Linked DNA regions of Zea mays: region 1 is linked to region 2. Evidence: chromatin contacts called from public Hi-C data. All regions are on one chromosome and are shown on one strand. The core of a region is the stretch at or near the end of the contact, and the rest is flanking DNA. Distances in the headings are between cores, read along the strand shown. Region 1 holds the start of LOC100383623. Region 2 holds the start of LOC103641439 (zinc finger CCCH domain-containing protein 24).

Region 1 (7,101 bases), core at 4,051-6,550, 150 kb after region 2:
GAATAACTAAAATATGTCTTTTAAATAGGATTTTTAGGGTCTAAAGTTTAGTCAGTTTAGGAAGTAACTAAAGTAACCAAACACCCGCTATGTATTCTAGAAACATGTCTACTCTGGCGTGCATAGATGTGTGATGTGCCCAACGTCAACTCAAATTCCCAAGATCTTGTTACCTAATCAATATACGCTCGAATTACGCGTCCTCATTAGTCGTTACTACTCACGTTCTATTCTTGTATATATCCAGCTGTCCATGAGGAATGCAAGACTGCCTCGGCACACGAAAACTGGAAGATTAGGCTATTCTCAATTGGGTTTCATGGAGAGTTTCATGACATCAATTACTACTTCCTCCGTTTCTTTTTAGTTGTCGTTGGACAGTTCAATTTTGCACTATCCAGCGACAATTAAAACGAAACGGAGGGAGTATGACACATCAACATATCAATAGTTTTGATGACATGTCAATGATTTAATGGGGAGAGAGAAAGAACCAGTTTCATCCCTATCAAACTCTGCCAACCCGTTTCCAAGACATATAAAATCGTGGAAACCTCATCGAGGCCCATATCGTTTCATCCCGAGATCCACTGTGGCTTCTCCTCCCCCACTCGCACGCGCGTTTGAGGCCCAAACCTGCCATCCCTGCCTTCACCTACTCTCGCTGGGATTTGGTCCGCCGTCACCTGCTCCCATATGCCCCGTCATCTGCTCACGGAGCGTCGCCGTCTGGTCGAGGGCGCCGTCATCTGCTCCCGCAGGTACTTGGTCTGTCGGCGGACGCACCTCCCAGGTCTGCTTCCTCGTCTTGTGTCGCGATGGACCCAACGAATCAGAGCTCCTCAGGTGCAGGGCGGCACCGCTCTGTCGCTGCTGCGAAGGGCCATGGTCAGCAACATGTGCCGGCACTGGGAGTATTGACTATATGCACTGGCAATGGGAAGGATGTCCTGTTGGATGGAAGGGTCAATTCACTTGAGGTGATCAAAAAGTACCAACTCTGATTCTTGAAGTTGTGGCCTCACATGATCTTTGGACTTGGCATGCATTCTTCGGTGTTGCTGGTTCTAATAATGATATCAATGTCCTGCAACAATCATCATTGTTCATCCAAGAACTCAAAGGGCAAGCTCCTCGAGTGCAATATATGGTTAATGGGAATCAATACGACCAGGGTTACTATCTAGCTGATGGAATATATCCGGAATGGGCTATTTTTGTTAAGTCAATATCCATGCCTATCAATGACAAAGATCAGGAGTTTGCTAATCATCAAGAAGGCGAAAGGGAGAATATTGAACAAGCATTTGGTGTCCTACGATGTCGATGGTGTATTTTGAAGTGACCAGCTCGTCTACATGATAAAAAAAACAGCTTGAGAACATTATACAAGCTTGCATCATACTTGACAACATGATAGTCGAAGATGAGAAGAAAGAGGATATTAAAGAGAGTCTTGATTTGAATGAGGCTGCATGTTCTGCCATCGTCGAACAACCTGAATTCTCCTTTGGTGAATCCATTCCATTTAAAGAGTGCTAGAGAATCAAACAGATCTTCAAGATCGTGCAGCTCATCTAAAATTAAAGGACTCCGTTGAGCATATTTGGCAAAAATATGGGGTCGTTAAAAAGTATTTATGAACTCATGGAACATATTATCTTTATATGTTACAAATGTGGGCGTTGTAAAAAGAATATATCTTATTTATATAAAAAAGAACCAAGCCATGTTCTCTTCTGATTGTCCATTTCCTGTTATTTCAGATTTGCAGATGTTCAGTTTGTGAGATCGTCGATGGCTTTTTTGTCCAGTTTGGCTGAGTTCGTCGATTGTCCAGTTTGGCTACAGATAAAAAAGATTTTTTTTGGCAGATGTTCTGTGAGATCTTCGATTGTCCACATCAGGCAGCACATTTATCTCAAGGAAGTTACTATTTTTTGGCTACAAATGAACATGCGACACTAGATCATGAGACTTACTAGCATTTAATTGCACTGATTAGCTTAGGAAACGGTGAAATGAAACTCTACATGGTGTTCTATTCATCCGCCAACCTAATGTGGCGTTCTTGAAAACAGGGACGTGAAACCTCCCATAGAGAATAGCCTTACAATCGATCACATGAACAAGAACCAAGAAATTTAGCACTTGTAAAGGAGCATCACATGAACAAGAAGATCTGCAGCACTTGAAGATAAGGTGACATGCTTTTACTAAAACTCCTGAAACAATGTGTAGCTAAACATAAGTTTTTTTTAAAAAAAAAATCCTACATATTGCCTTTTGGCCTGCGAACTAAAAAGAAGAAGAAAGAATACAAACAACATGAACATATACAATGCACGGCTTTGCAGCAAGATGACTGGCTTCATATAATTTTCATCCTACAAAATATTTCCCAAAAGTTGGACTATAACAACAGAAATTCTGCATGAGGTTGCGCAGAACCTGAAAGCCTCCTCCCCTTCTGAAGAGCTGCTTCTCCAATGTAGTCAACCTGGGATTCCTCTGCGCTATATAAGCCAAAACTTCATGGCTTAATTTCTATAGTATATGCCTGGAAAACAGCAACGGCAATTAGCTATAGCTGAGGTAAGAAAAATATTAGACATGATGTGAACTTATTCACAAGTGGAAAGGATAAAGACGATGGATGCAGACAAAAAGAAATTTGGGCCACACCCCCAATCAATCATGTTAGCAGATATGCTAGAGATTATTGGATGCTTTTGAAATGCATTCCATTACCTGAATTATTTATGCTTTGGAAAAGAAGCTGAGCTGATCTATTTCACACTTTTTTCAGATACAGAAATGAAAGGCATAGATGATATGACGCAAATGTTTCCAACCTAAAACCTAACAAAGAGGGCATAGGAAGTAAAAGTTGGCTGTAATCAACCATATGGGTTCCAGAGCAGATCATGAATGCAGAGCTGAAATGAGTCGCAATCAGAAAACAATTAATTTAATATAGCGTTCGTTGAGACGCCACACGCCGTGATTTTGTGGAGCAGATGTCGCTGAAATGCTAAAGACAACTGAAAGGGGACCCAATGGCCCTTCTGTATACTATATGGTAAGCGTGAAGTTGAAGGATGTAAGAAATGGGTACCAACTAAGAACCCATCTGTATATGTAGAGAACCAGAGCAGATTTCAGGAAGGTACAAAACAAACCTGTCAAAGGAGTCAGTTGCTTTGATGAACATAGCTGTTGAATACTATTTAAGAGGAATGATCACATCCAGATTCGCCGCAACTCGCCATCCTCTGGGATAGGCGAGATTCTCAGATCCAGCCGGCACATGCCAGTTCATTATTTGGGAGCAGTCAGCGGGTATGCCTTCCATCTGGCTCTCATCCTCCACTAGCTGCTCCACGAACGTGGTTGTTGCCTGCAAAGAAAGTAACAACCATCTCAGATGCGGCACGTACGAATAGATTAACTGAACAGTCAGAAGACAGAAACCAAGAACTTACTTGGAGGCCTTGTTTCGCTGTGTCTGGATGCCGGATTGAATTCCATGCCAAATGGGAGCGGAGCCTGGGGTCCCAGAGCATGGTGCTGTTGAATGCGAAACCCGACATTGCAACATGGAATCTACGGAGCTTGCTGGCATGCTCGCTTGTGTGCCATCCCACGACTTGGTTCTGTTTGCACACAGGGCCTTCCAGCACCACACCAACACCATCCTTTCTGTTCTCGGAGATCACTGGCACAGGCCATGTGCCGAACCTCCTAATCATGGGAGGAGAGTTTGCAATAAGTCAACAGCAGGGTTTAATTTATATAATAAATGAAGTTTTCTCCAATAAAAAAGAACATCATATTTCACTGCCGGCCCGTGTCTCTCATCTGATGTTGGCATGTTACTGTTATATTAGACTACAAAACCAACATTCTTGAGTTGAAATGTAAGAACTTTTGAGTCCTATGTCCAGTACAAGCAGCAGTCAGTATTCATTGTGTTGTGCCTCAGATAGAAAAAACAAAGAAAAGGTACCGGTTTTTTCAGTCGATTCAGACAGCATATAACAGGAAAAGGTGACCCTAAATTAGACAGCAGACTCCCTTTGCAATCGGAAAGAATTCCAGAGGCTGAATGCAATCGTGTTGGATAAGGGCAACCGCAAAACATTAAGGTACCCATAAATATTGGCACTAGTAGGAATGTATTCATCATCAAATTAAGATGGGACCTTCAATTCAACAGGTGATGGGGTGACTGGCCGACTGTGGAGGGGGAAGATTGGAGAAGAAGAAGATGAGCAAGGAAGGAAGGAATGGAAGCAGTACCTGACTTGGCGCAGACGTTTGAAGAGGTCGAGGGAGTAGACGCCCTCCTCGTCGGCGAAATAGACAATGGCGTCGATGCGGTGGTTCTCGAGGAGCTCGAGCGCGGCGTTCATCTGGTGCGGGCGGAAGCGGAGCGCGTCGTCGGAGGCGGAGGCGGATGCGTTGAGCTTGTCGCAGCAGCCGACGTAGCGGTGCATGACGGTGGTCCCCCGCAGCGCGGCGGCGGCCTCGGGCGTGGGGTCGCCGGCCTCGACGACGAGCCAGAGCAGGGGCGGGTGGACGAGGCGCAGCGTGTGGCCCAGCCGGCTGAGGTAGTACGCCTGCGCGGCGCGCGCGCGCGTGGGCGTGACGACGACGAGCAGCTTGCTGTTGCTTTCGTCGTCGTCGTCGTCGTGGTGGTGGTGGTGGTGGTTGTTAAGGCGGTCGATGGGGAGCTGGTGGCGTGGGATGACGGCGGGGCTGGAGGACGCCGGGCGGAGGTGCGGGGTCTGGTGGGGGAGGTGGGAGAGGAAGTGGAGGAGGCCGAGGAAGGAGCCGAGGAGGAAGAAGGCGGCGAAGCGCGGGAGCGGGCGGCGCGTGAAGAAGAGGAAGGGGTGCGGGTGGTGGAGGTGGTGGTGGGTGCGTGGGGAGGAGGATGTCGAGGAGTGGCGGAGCGGCGAGGAGGGCGGGGAGGACGTGGCGAAGGGGTGGTGGTGGCGCAGCAGGTGCTGCTTGGCGGGCGAGTGCGGCCGGCGGATCGACGCCATTATTGTTGTTGGCTGATGAGGGTCCGGCGGCGGAGGGTGGTGGTGGGAGGGGGAGGAGGGATCAGCAACAAGTAGTAGAAGTAGAGATGGAGTAATCCTGGCGCGAATGGCGGGGGAATGGATGTTGAAGTCAGCAGGAGTTGGGCTGCGGTCGGAGTCGGACGAACGGAGGTGGAGCAGAGAGAGAGAGAGGAGGAGGTTCGGTCGGGGTTGGTGACGTGGGTTTAGATGCGAGGAAGTGGGAACAGGTCTGCTTCCTTTGCTCGGCCAGAGGAGGTCGCCGTGGACCAAGAGCAAGCAAGCAAGGAAGAGGAGAAGAAGCTGCAGAGCAGAGGACGCGTGACGTCACACAGCTCATAGATCCTCCAGCGCCAGCGAGTAGTTATTATTACAGCTAGCAAATAATTAAGGTCATTGCACGCGTTGGTTTGACCATTGTTCAACTAGTTAATTAATAAGGTCATTATATTCCTTTATTTGATTTGGTATATCAACGAGAAACCAACGACGCCAGCACAGTACAATGCATACATGGTGACAGATTTGGAAGACAAAAAATCTAAACAGGTCAGAATCTTGGAGCCTGCTGTGTGGTGGTAGCAACTAGCAAAGGCGAGAACCGAAACCTAGAAGGAATTTAATTGGAGAGACTGATCCGACCAGCTGGTTGCAAGTGTGACTGTGTGAGAGCATCTCCAACAACAAACTCTAAAATAGAGTCCTAAAATTTGAAATAGGACCATATTTAGAATGTTTAGGGTCTCAAAAGAAATGTTTACTCCAATAGTCAGGCCTTAAATAATGCTATTTAGGAAATAAATCATGATATTAGGAAATAAATGGTTGGAGATTAAGTGGAAATGAGGATAGGGCTCCAGTATATGGGTACTATATTTAGGACCCGAGAGACCGAGCCCTATAACCATTTGATGAAATTTTATAAAATAGGGCCGCTGTTGGAAGAATGTTTTATGGTTTTGAGCCCTATATTTAAAATAGGACCATGTTTAGAGCCTCTCTTGGAGATGCTCTGACAGCTCTTCCTAGCGTGTTTAGGTGGCGTGGGGCAACGACACGATACGTCCGCGTCGTCGGGCTGCACCGACGAAACAACACGGCTTCCTTGCTTGTAAAAATCCGGTGGTCTTTTTTATTAGTATGAATGGAGATCAAGAAAAATGTGTGTTATATACACAAATCCTCTCAGCAGCAGGTGGGGAACCGAATGATATATATAGACAGATAGTTTGCTGCACTCTAAAGTCCAAAGTCGGATGCAAAGCCGCAAAGTTGAGGCTGAACTGATGAGACGGACTTGGGTTCGGTGCCGCCCTACCTAGACAAAACAGATGCATATGCTTATGATTGAGGGGTTCTAATTTGAATTTATGACATATTTGAATTTGAATCCAAAAGAGAAAATAAAAAGAAAAAGGAAAACAGAATTCGAAAGAAAAAGAAAAAGCAAAAGGCCGCTCACGCCACGCTCGCCCACCCCTCTCTCTGCGCGGTGGGTCCCACCTGATGGGGTCGTCTCACTCGCTCGCGCGCCCGTCCCCCCCCCCCATCTGTCTCTGCCAGCCTAGCCCCGCTTGTCGGTGCCATCGCTCGCGCACGTTCTCTCCCGCAGATCCGCAGGCCCAGCCTGTCAGCCCCGTCCTCTTCAACCGCCCGCTCGCACGCCCCGCATGCACACCGGGGACTTCACGCCCACGTCGCGCGCTGAGCCTCGACGTTCGCACCTCAGAACGCACACCAATTTGTTCTCTCCCTCTCTAATTTCCCCTGCCCGCGCTCACCCGCCCTCCTCCGCGCAAACGCGGTGCCGCCGCCGTCGACCCGAGCCGTCGTCGTGCCCCTGCTGCTGTCCAGAGGTCCCTAAGGTTCCCCTTCAGGTAACAAACCTTCCCTGCCCTCTCCTTTTCCCTTCCTTGCTCTCTGTCGCGCGCAATTCCCCACCGGAGTTGAGTGGCGGCGCCGAACCGCCTCACCGTGGGCCACCACCCTTTGGTGCCCTGCCTCGATGTTACCCTCGCCTTTGTGCTGCCCGCAC
Region 2 (7,496 bases), core at 3,674-6,173:
AAATGTGCTTATGCACCTGTACACGTAATCAAACAAAATATGATTAGGGAAAATCCAAGATAAAAAAACACTTGAAGGACAAAATATGTGACTTACTTTTTCAATTTCCTTTCCAGCTGCTTTGCAATTAGCAGCATTGTCCGTTACCACTTGAAGGACATTTCCTGGTCCAATTTCATCAATAGCCTTCAAGAGATATTGTGCAATAGCTTCACCAGTTTTTTCAACTCCAGAGAAATCTTCTGCATATAAGAAACATGAACCTCAACTGTTTGACGCAATCACATTGATTAGGGGCTTGTTTTTTATATTCGTCCATACATCGGACACAACCAAAACACCTTGTGTCAACCTAATGCATGATTAAAAGTGAGTTTTTGGGAAAAAATCATACAATGAAAAGGCAATAAAATTAAGAACTTACCATGTACTTTTAAGTGGTGCTAAGTCGGTCTCCACACTTCTCTTGCATGCATCTAGGAGAGTTGTCCTTGCCTTTTCACTCGACGGACCTTTATAATCTTTTGGACCATTTTGTATTGCCATTATCATTTGTGAAAATTGAGGGCTCCTCAACACATTGAATGGAATACCGTTGGCACATAAAAATTTGGTAATTTCCATATCGACAGATTCCCTTTGGGCTACTCCAAACGATTTTGCCAACGGATTCAGAGTGGACGTCCCTGATGTTATCTCATATGAAATCCTTTACTATCAGCTTCTTTCACCTTTTCCCGCAAAGCTTTGCTCTTGTTGGGATCGTTTTGCAATGACATACAACGTGCAATTTGTGCTTTTTTACCAGGTAATGGACCAAGCAAATGAACACGAACTCTAGTTAAACTACCTTTGTACAATTTCTTGCAATGTTTAAACTGCCACTCCTTTGTTCCACCAACATTTTTTCCACTAGGAACACCAATAATATTAATTTCATCTAGAAGTGGATGTCTCATACCAGTAGCCGCAGCCCCATCTTCGTCACTGTTGTTTGCGTCTGCACCACCATCTTGGATATCTACAGGCACCTCTTGGACGACTTGCACATCATCATCTTCTTTTTCATCCGCACGCTTTCTTTTGCTTGAAGAACCGAAAACCATGTCTGTGTTGAGGTTTGAGTTGTGTTGTGGCGTTGTGCATCGGTGGATTGAGATTGAGGTATATTTAAATACCAGCGGACCAACCAGTACGCGGCTCCCTGCAACCCTACGCGGTTATCCCTTTCCCTTCCTACGCGGCTCCCTGCGACCCTACGCCTCTATCCCTTCCTCTTCTCCTAACCCCTCGGCTTCCTACGCGGTGGAGGGTGGCCAGTCCATTCCTCTTCCCCACTGCAACGCGGCAGCGCGATTCCTCTTCCACGGACGGCCACTGCAACGACGCGGCGCTCGATTCCTCTTCCACGGGCGGCCACTGCAACGACGCGGTGTGTGATTCCTCTTCCACGGGCGGCCACTGCAACGACGCGGCGCGCGATTCCTCTTCCCCACTGCGCGAACGATCAGTCGATTCCTCTTCCCTTCCTCTTCATCTTCCCCTTCCTCTTCCCTTCCTCTTCCACGCGGCTATCCTCTTCCCAGCGCGACACAACGTCCAGCGGCCGGACGGCGCATCATCCCAGCGCGCCCCAGCGCGGCGGCCGGACGACGGCAGCGCGGCGGCGCGGCTTCCTCAAGGTAAGTGTTCCTATCTTTGGTATACAACGTTCCGCGAGCGTTTATTGGAGTGTTCCCGATCGTTCCCATTCCTCGTTTCGGGACGAAGTTCCCAGAACGCGGATCGCGCCATCGTTCCTCGTTCCCTGTCACTAAGTTTTGGACCTCTTGCATGAGATACTTCACTGAGGGGAAAGAGATAGTAAGGCCAGGAGTGACTAGGTTTGCTTCAAACTATCTAACTTTGGATAGCATACAAGAAAAGAAGGACCAGCTACGAAAGATGGTGGTTCATAGTAGGTGGGACTCACTGAAGGATGTGAAATCAAAGAAGGGAAAAATGCCACAGCAACTATATTGAATCCAAGCTTTTGGAAGGATGTGAAGTTGACATTGGCTGTTTTGCGCCATTGTTCAAAGTTCTCCGTTTGGTTGGAGATGTGAAGCCATCCATGGGCTTTGTATATGGAGAACTATTGAAGGCAAAGAGACAGGTCAAAGAGGCCCTTGGCAATGTTGAGAACCGTTTCAAGGATGGTGTTGTTGTTATTGAGAAGAAGATGGCTGGAAGACTTGATTCTCCATTGCATTTGACAGCTTAATTGTTGAATCCACACTACAGTTATGCTGACCCATCAATCTTTGATGTTCCCAAAATAACAGAAGGTTTTATCAGTTGTGTGGAGACTTTTTATTATCATGACGACGAAATGCAAGAACAAGCAGCCAACATCGAACTCCAGAAGTTTCAAAATAGAGAAGGCCCATTTAGCAAGAAGCTTGCAAGTACTTTTGAAAACTTTGATTATAATCCAGGTAACAGTTGTTTGCTGATAGAGAGGTTTTTTATTTCAGCATTGTAACAAGCAATCTGTTGTACCTACTAACTAATAGAGAGGTTTTTATTTCAGCATCATGGTGGCGGCTTTATGGAACTGAAACACCAGCTCTACATAAGATGACTACCAAGATCCTATCTTTAACAGCAAGTTCTTCTGGTTGTGAAAGAAATTGGAGTGGGTTTGATGGGGTTAGTACCTATCTTTTATCAAAATTACAGCAGCATTACAATAAAATTGCAGAACTAAAAGGGCTCTTATTTTTAATTTATAGGTGCACACTAAGAAGAGAAATAGGCTTACTACAGACCGCCTCAACAAGTTGGTCTACATTCAATTCAACAACAGGCTGATTAATAAGAGAGCAAAGATCAAGTCCAAGAAAATTACTGATGTTCTCTTGTCTAGTGATACAACTGAAGCTCAAGGTTTCCTCCAAGAGAATGGAGATGATTGTGCATTAGTTTCCTTTAGAGATGAGGAAGATGAGGAAGAAGTCATGGAAGGTACAGGGATACCTTGGTCTGTGCTTGGAGATGCAGTGGGAGCAGAAGAACAACTAGAGCTGCGTAGAAGTGCAAGGGTGAGAGAGCTCAATGAAGAAGAGTTTTGAGTCCGAAGAAGAAGAGTTTGATGAAGATGAGGATGAGTATGAGATGGATGAACCCTAAGTGTGAGACAGCTTCGTGTCATGTTTTAGCTTTTATTATGCATCCATGTATCTTTAACTTGTGAACTTAGAACTCCTGCTGTGTGCTTGTGTTTTGTGTTGTGACTTGTGAGAAGTGAATCATGTGATGTATATTGCTACTGCTTACTGCTAGTCTGCTATGCATTTTATATGTGTTGCTGCCTGCTGTCCCTTCATGTTTGTGATTTCAAAAGGCTATCCTATGTTGTTGATCAGTACTTAATGGATGAAAGAAGGGTCAGACCTCAGATAAGTACCTAACTTGCTATTTCCTATTTTTTTATCACTTGTATTGATGCCCAATTGCATTAAAAGTGTTGTCCACTTCTATTGCAGCAGTGCTTGAGGATTCAGTAATCAGCAGATCTGCAAGGACAAAGGACCTAAGGTATGTCTACTGGTCCTTCCCTATTTTTTATCTATAAATGTATATATTATAAAAATTAGCAAAACGCCTAGAAAAACGCCTAGCATCGCCTAGGCTAGCCTAGGCTGGACTAGTCCCTAGGCTAAGGGTCATCGCCTAGATTCCGCCTAGCGCCTAGCAAAACTTTGCAAAGAGGAGCAGCCGAGCGGGCACATCAAAAATATGAGCAGCATCACGCTGGTGAGGAGAGAAGAATGGTAAATCTATCAGCTTGCTTGCTTTAACTAAATTAAATTGGTTTTTCTTTTTCTTAAATAGCGAAATGGCATTTTAGCGGGCACCTCGACGAAACCCCTATATTTGATGGCAATCCGGCGAAACCCACTTCTCATAATAGCATAATTCCAAATTTCTCAACAATTAGGTTGGTAATTCAGCATAAACTAACAGGATTCACGAATGCATATCCTTATTCCTTTTTTAAAGGATAAGGGAGAAATTGACTGCATGAGACTCCAAATGTGTTGGTGTTGATATTTAACAACATGTACCTATACGAATTACACTTAAGCTGCCTAAAACACTCATACACCATGATCGCTTAGACGCCCCTGCTGGATCGAATCAGTATTGGTTCAGGCTTCAATGGATTAAGCAAACTTCTCGAGCTCTGGCATTAAATATAGTTCTAGTTGCTGATACCTACGGGCAATGCATAGTACTAGATTCAACAGTACGAGACACTGTCCAATAAAACCAAGAACAAGAAGGAATTCAGCACTAGTACTACTTGCCTGGTCCTGGAGGAAGGGCTTGAGCCTATCAGCCGTCCACCCCATGGGGAGCCCGACGAGGCACTTTTCAAGTGACTGCTCATCCACCGTGACCTCCTCCTCGGCCTCCTCCTGGGCCTCCGCGGCGACCTTGCGCAGCTTCTTGGCGCGGTCAGAGGTGGGGTCCCAGGTGCCGTCGGGACGCGGGCGGAGCTCCTCCTCGGTGTGCGCGTAACGGCAGGACTCCCCGTGGCTGCACTCTTCGGCGCCGGCGCCGCGACGGCGAAAGTAGGAGCACAGGCTCGTCTTCCACATCGGGTGCCGGGCGACGTCGCTGCCGGCCGCATCCTCGGCGCCGCCGGTGGAGGCGGGGGCGGCTGGAGCGTCTTCAATGGACGCATCCAGCGAAGTCTCATCCCTCTTACGCTTCTCTCCGACGAGTTCCGGCTGCGGCGGCGGTGTCAGGACGTCCTCCATGGCGGCGGCGGTCGGCTGTGTGCGCGGATCGGCGGGTTGCACTTGCACTTGCAACGCGCAACGAAAGGAATTCTCGTCTTGGGCCTTTTTTTGCAAGTGGCCCGTTAGTTGTTCGCTTTCTCATCTGGAAAACGGCCTTCTCTATTCTGATCCATATGTTGTCTCCCTCATCTATTTTCTCTTATCTACTACAGTTTCGACGGTTGTACTACATCGTGCCACTATATAATCTATCAGTTTAAATTTAGCAAAACTCACTCAACCAAATCACCCTCATACCCATAACTTTCACTAAATCCACCAAAAAATTACACCCAGAGGTTTAGATCGTTGGATAATCTCATCAAAACCAACGATTCAGATCGCTAGATAACTCATATCCTTTACCCACTCAAATTCAATAGACAATATTATTTGGATCAATCCCCATTCATCTCCCTCTCTCACGACCCCTCCCCCCATGTGTCTGTACCGCCCCCTCCCCCCACGCGACAACCAATGGTGCACCGTCGAACCTCTGCCACGCTTGTGAGATCAGTGACCATTCTGATAGAAAAGTTGTCTTGTCAGTGGCACCGGACCCTGCCACGTGTGCTTCCACGTCAGCTATCCATTGAATTCTAAAGTTGGTCGTTGAACTCTGACAAGTCTGACGCTCATCGGACCAAGTCCGGTGCGCCGAAGTCCTTAACTCTGAAAAATAGCCTCTTTGCATAAGTGATCAGGTGCACCATCCCACACAAAAGCCTGAAATAAACCCTCTCTATGTAACCGGTTTGGCGCACATCGAACTCGGTCTGGTGCACCACAGAGCAGCACACTTAAATCCTTTTTGGGCAGTTTGTCCAACTAGTATAGGTCATAGTTCATCTTTTTGAATTCTCTGTCTTAGATTCCAATTTTGGCTCTAACTTAGTTCCAATGCACCTTTCTAAAGTCTAATCTTTTCAATCCCTTTAAGGTGCTCAAAAGCATTTCTAAGGGTATTTAGAACTTATCCAAACTCATGAACTACTTATAGTTCATCTTTTCCAAATTATTCCCCTTCTAGCCTTGGTTTGAGCTATTGTTCATATTCAATTCTCCAATTTCATTCTTATGGACCTGCGTTCATTCACTTATCAAACTAGTTAGTCTATAAGGTTGTGATGGTCATCAAGCACCAAAACTATTGGCTTAAATCCCATTTCCCTTTCATGAAGCTCCTACGCTACTCACTGAGGACCACACGACGGTGGTTGCTTGTCTTCGCTGCGACGACGCTTGGCTTCGTGATTCTAGCAGCAACGGTTTGCTAGAACTCGATAACAAAGGCTTCTAAGTCTTGGATAGATCTAAGGGTTTGCAGTGGCTTATATAGGTGTGAGGGGGGCACGTTTGGGCGGTGCGGAGCTTGCTCAATCGTCGGATCAGCAACGAACTCGAAGATGAGTTCGCTTCGGACGGGGAAAACGGAGCTGGCGAGTGAGGCCCACTCACCCGTTTCTGTAACTCACATGTGCGCGAGGGCACGACTCCGTGAAGGAGACGACTTCACAGAACTACGCCTTCGACAACATCCAGTTAGGTGTGGGCAGCTGAGAGGACGTGTGTCACACCCATATTTAAGGGCAAACCGGGGCGCATTTCAAATGCGTGTTATGATCAAGTATCACGCATATGATGACTCATGTACAGAAATCAATGTCACATATTTATTACATATACGGGTTCTATACAAAATAGTTAAATAATTACATCATATGATGGCAATGATCTTTCGCAACTATAGTTGACTCGGAGACGATGGTCTAGATCTCTCCGAACTCATCGTAGTATCCTTCATGCTCCTCCAGCGGTAACTGTTCTTGACCTGGTGTGAGCTTAACAAGAGTGAGCTCACATACGTTCATCGCTCAACAAGTTGTGGGGAACAATGTGCATGAGCTCACTTACGGTGGGGCTCATGTGAAGTGTAAGGCTTACCAAGGAAAAATGGTTAAGGCTCAGCATTGCTTTTAATAAGCTGGTCAAAATTTTATTAGCAATTACTAAGTATAAGTATATACCATCCTAATTAAATAAGATATCACAATTGATAATAAATCTCACAATGCAATGCATATGACAAATTAAGTTTAATTCCATAAATTACTCATGTGATGGATCGAGCCACTCATGACAGTGAGCACGGCTGATATACTAGGTTTACACTCTGTAGAGGTTGCGCATATTTACCCACAAGTCGTGATACCCATCTGCCACGGGTTGTACGGATCTCATACACCTCTACCGAGGAGGCAAGACAGGGTAGCACTACGAGGCCTTTCCAAAGTTTCACTAGCACGAGAGAACCCGCTACAGAATTAGGCATGAGGGGCGATATAGGAATCCCTCGCACAAAAAGTTAACACAGACAGATTGTAACACTCTAAATTTGGGGTATAAAATTTCTTCTATAATATCTACTAAATTCAGGTGTTATCTCTTTTCTACTCTCTATATATTTATTTTCTCTTCCTTTGAGTAGGGTTTAGATTATTTAATTGGAAATGTATTATTACTCTAGTAGATCAAAATCTAGGGTAGTATGATATGTTGCATCATGCTGACCCTAAACTCTAATTTTTGTTTGATGCATATGCTTGAATTATTCCAATTTGAATTTGTGGCATGTTTGAATTTGAATCCAAAAGAGAAAATAAAAAG

What was found. A called contact is a pair of places that touch in the nucleus more often than the background predicts.
Region 1: a Hi-C map of leaf shows a contact between it and region 2, with 4 times the contacts expected there. The contact joins the promoter of LOC100383623 here to the promoter of LOC103641439 in region 2. A contact is called at or near these places in 3 of 25 Hi-C or Micro-C datasets (ear, leaf and tassel).

Annotation. Positions count from the first base shown.
Region 1 is chr10:97,362,329-97,369,429 of Zm-B73-REFERENCE-NAM-5.0, forward strand. LOC100383623 reads right to left here and starts at 5,301. Exons shown (of 4, transcript NM_001366825.1): 1 at 4,303-5,301; 2 at 3,486-3,744; 3 at 3,183-3,400; 4 at 2,185-2,560. The coding sequence starts at 5,048. The coding sequence ends at 3,227.
Region 2 is chr10:97,208,805-97,216,300 of Zm-B73-REFERENCE-NAM-5.0, forward strand. It overlaps LOC103641439 (zinc finger CCCH domain-containing protein 24), which reads right to left and starts at 4,924. Exons shown (of 13, transcript XM_008664787.4): 1 at 4,353-4,924. The coding sequence starts at 4,808. LOC103641436 (a long non-coding RNA gene) reads left to right here and starts at 2,385. Exons shown (of 3, transcript XR_004853202.1): 1 at 2,385-2,477; 2 at 2,573-2,691; 3 at 2,775-2,870.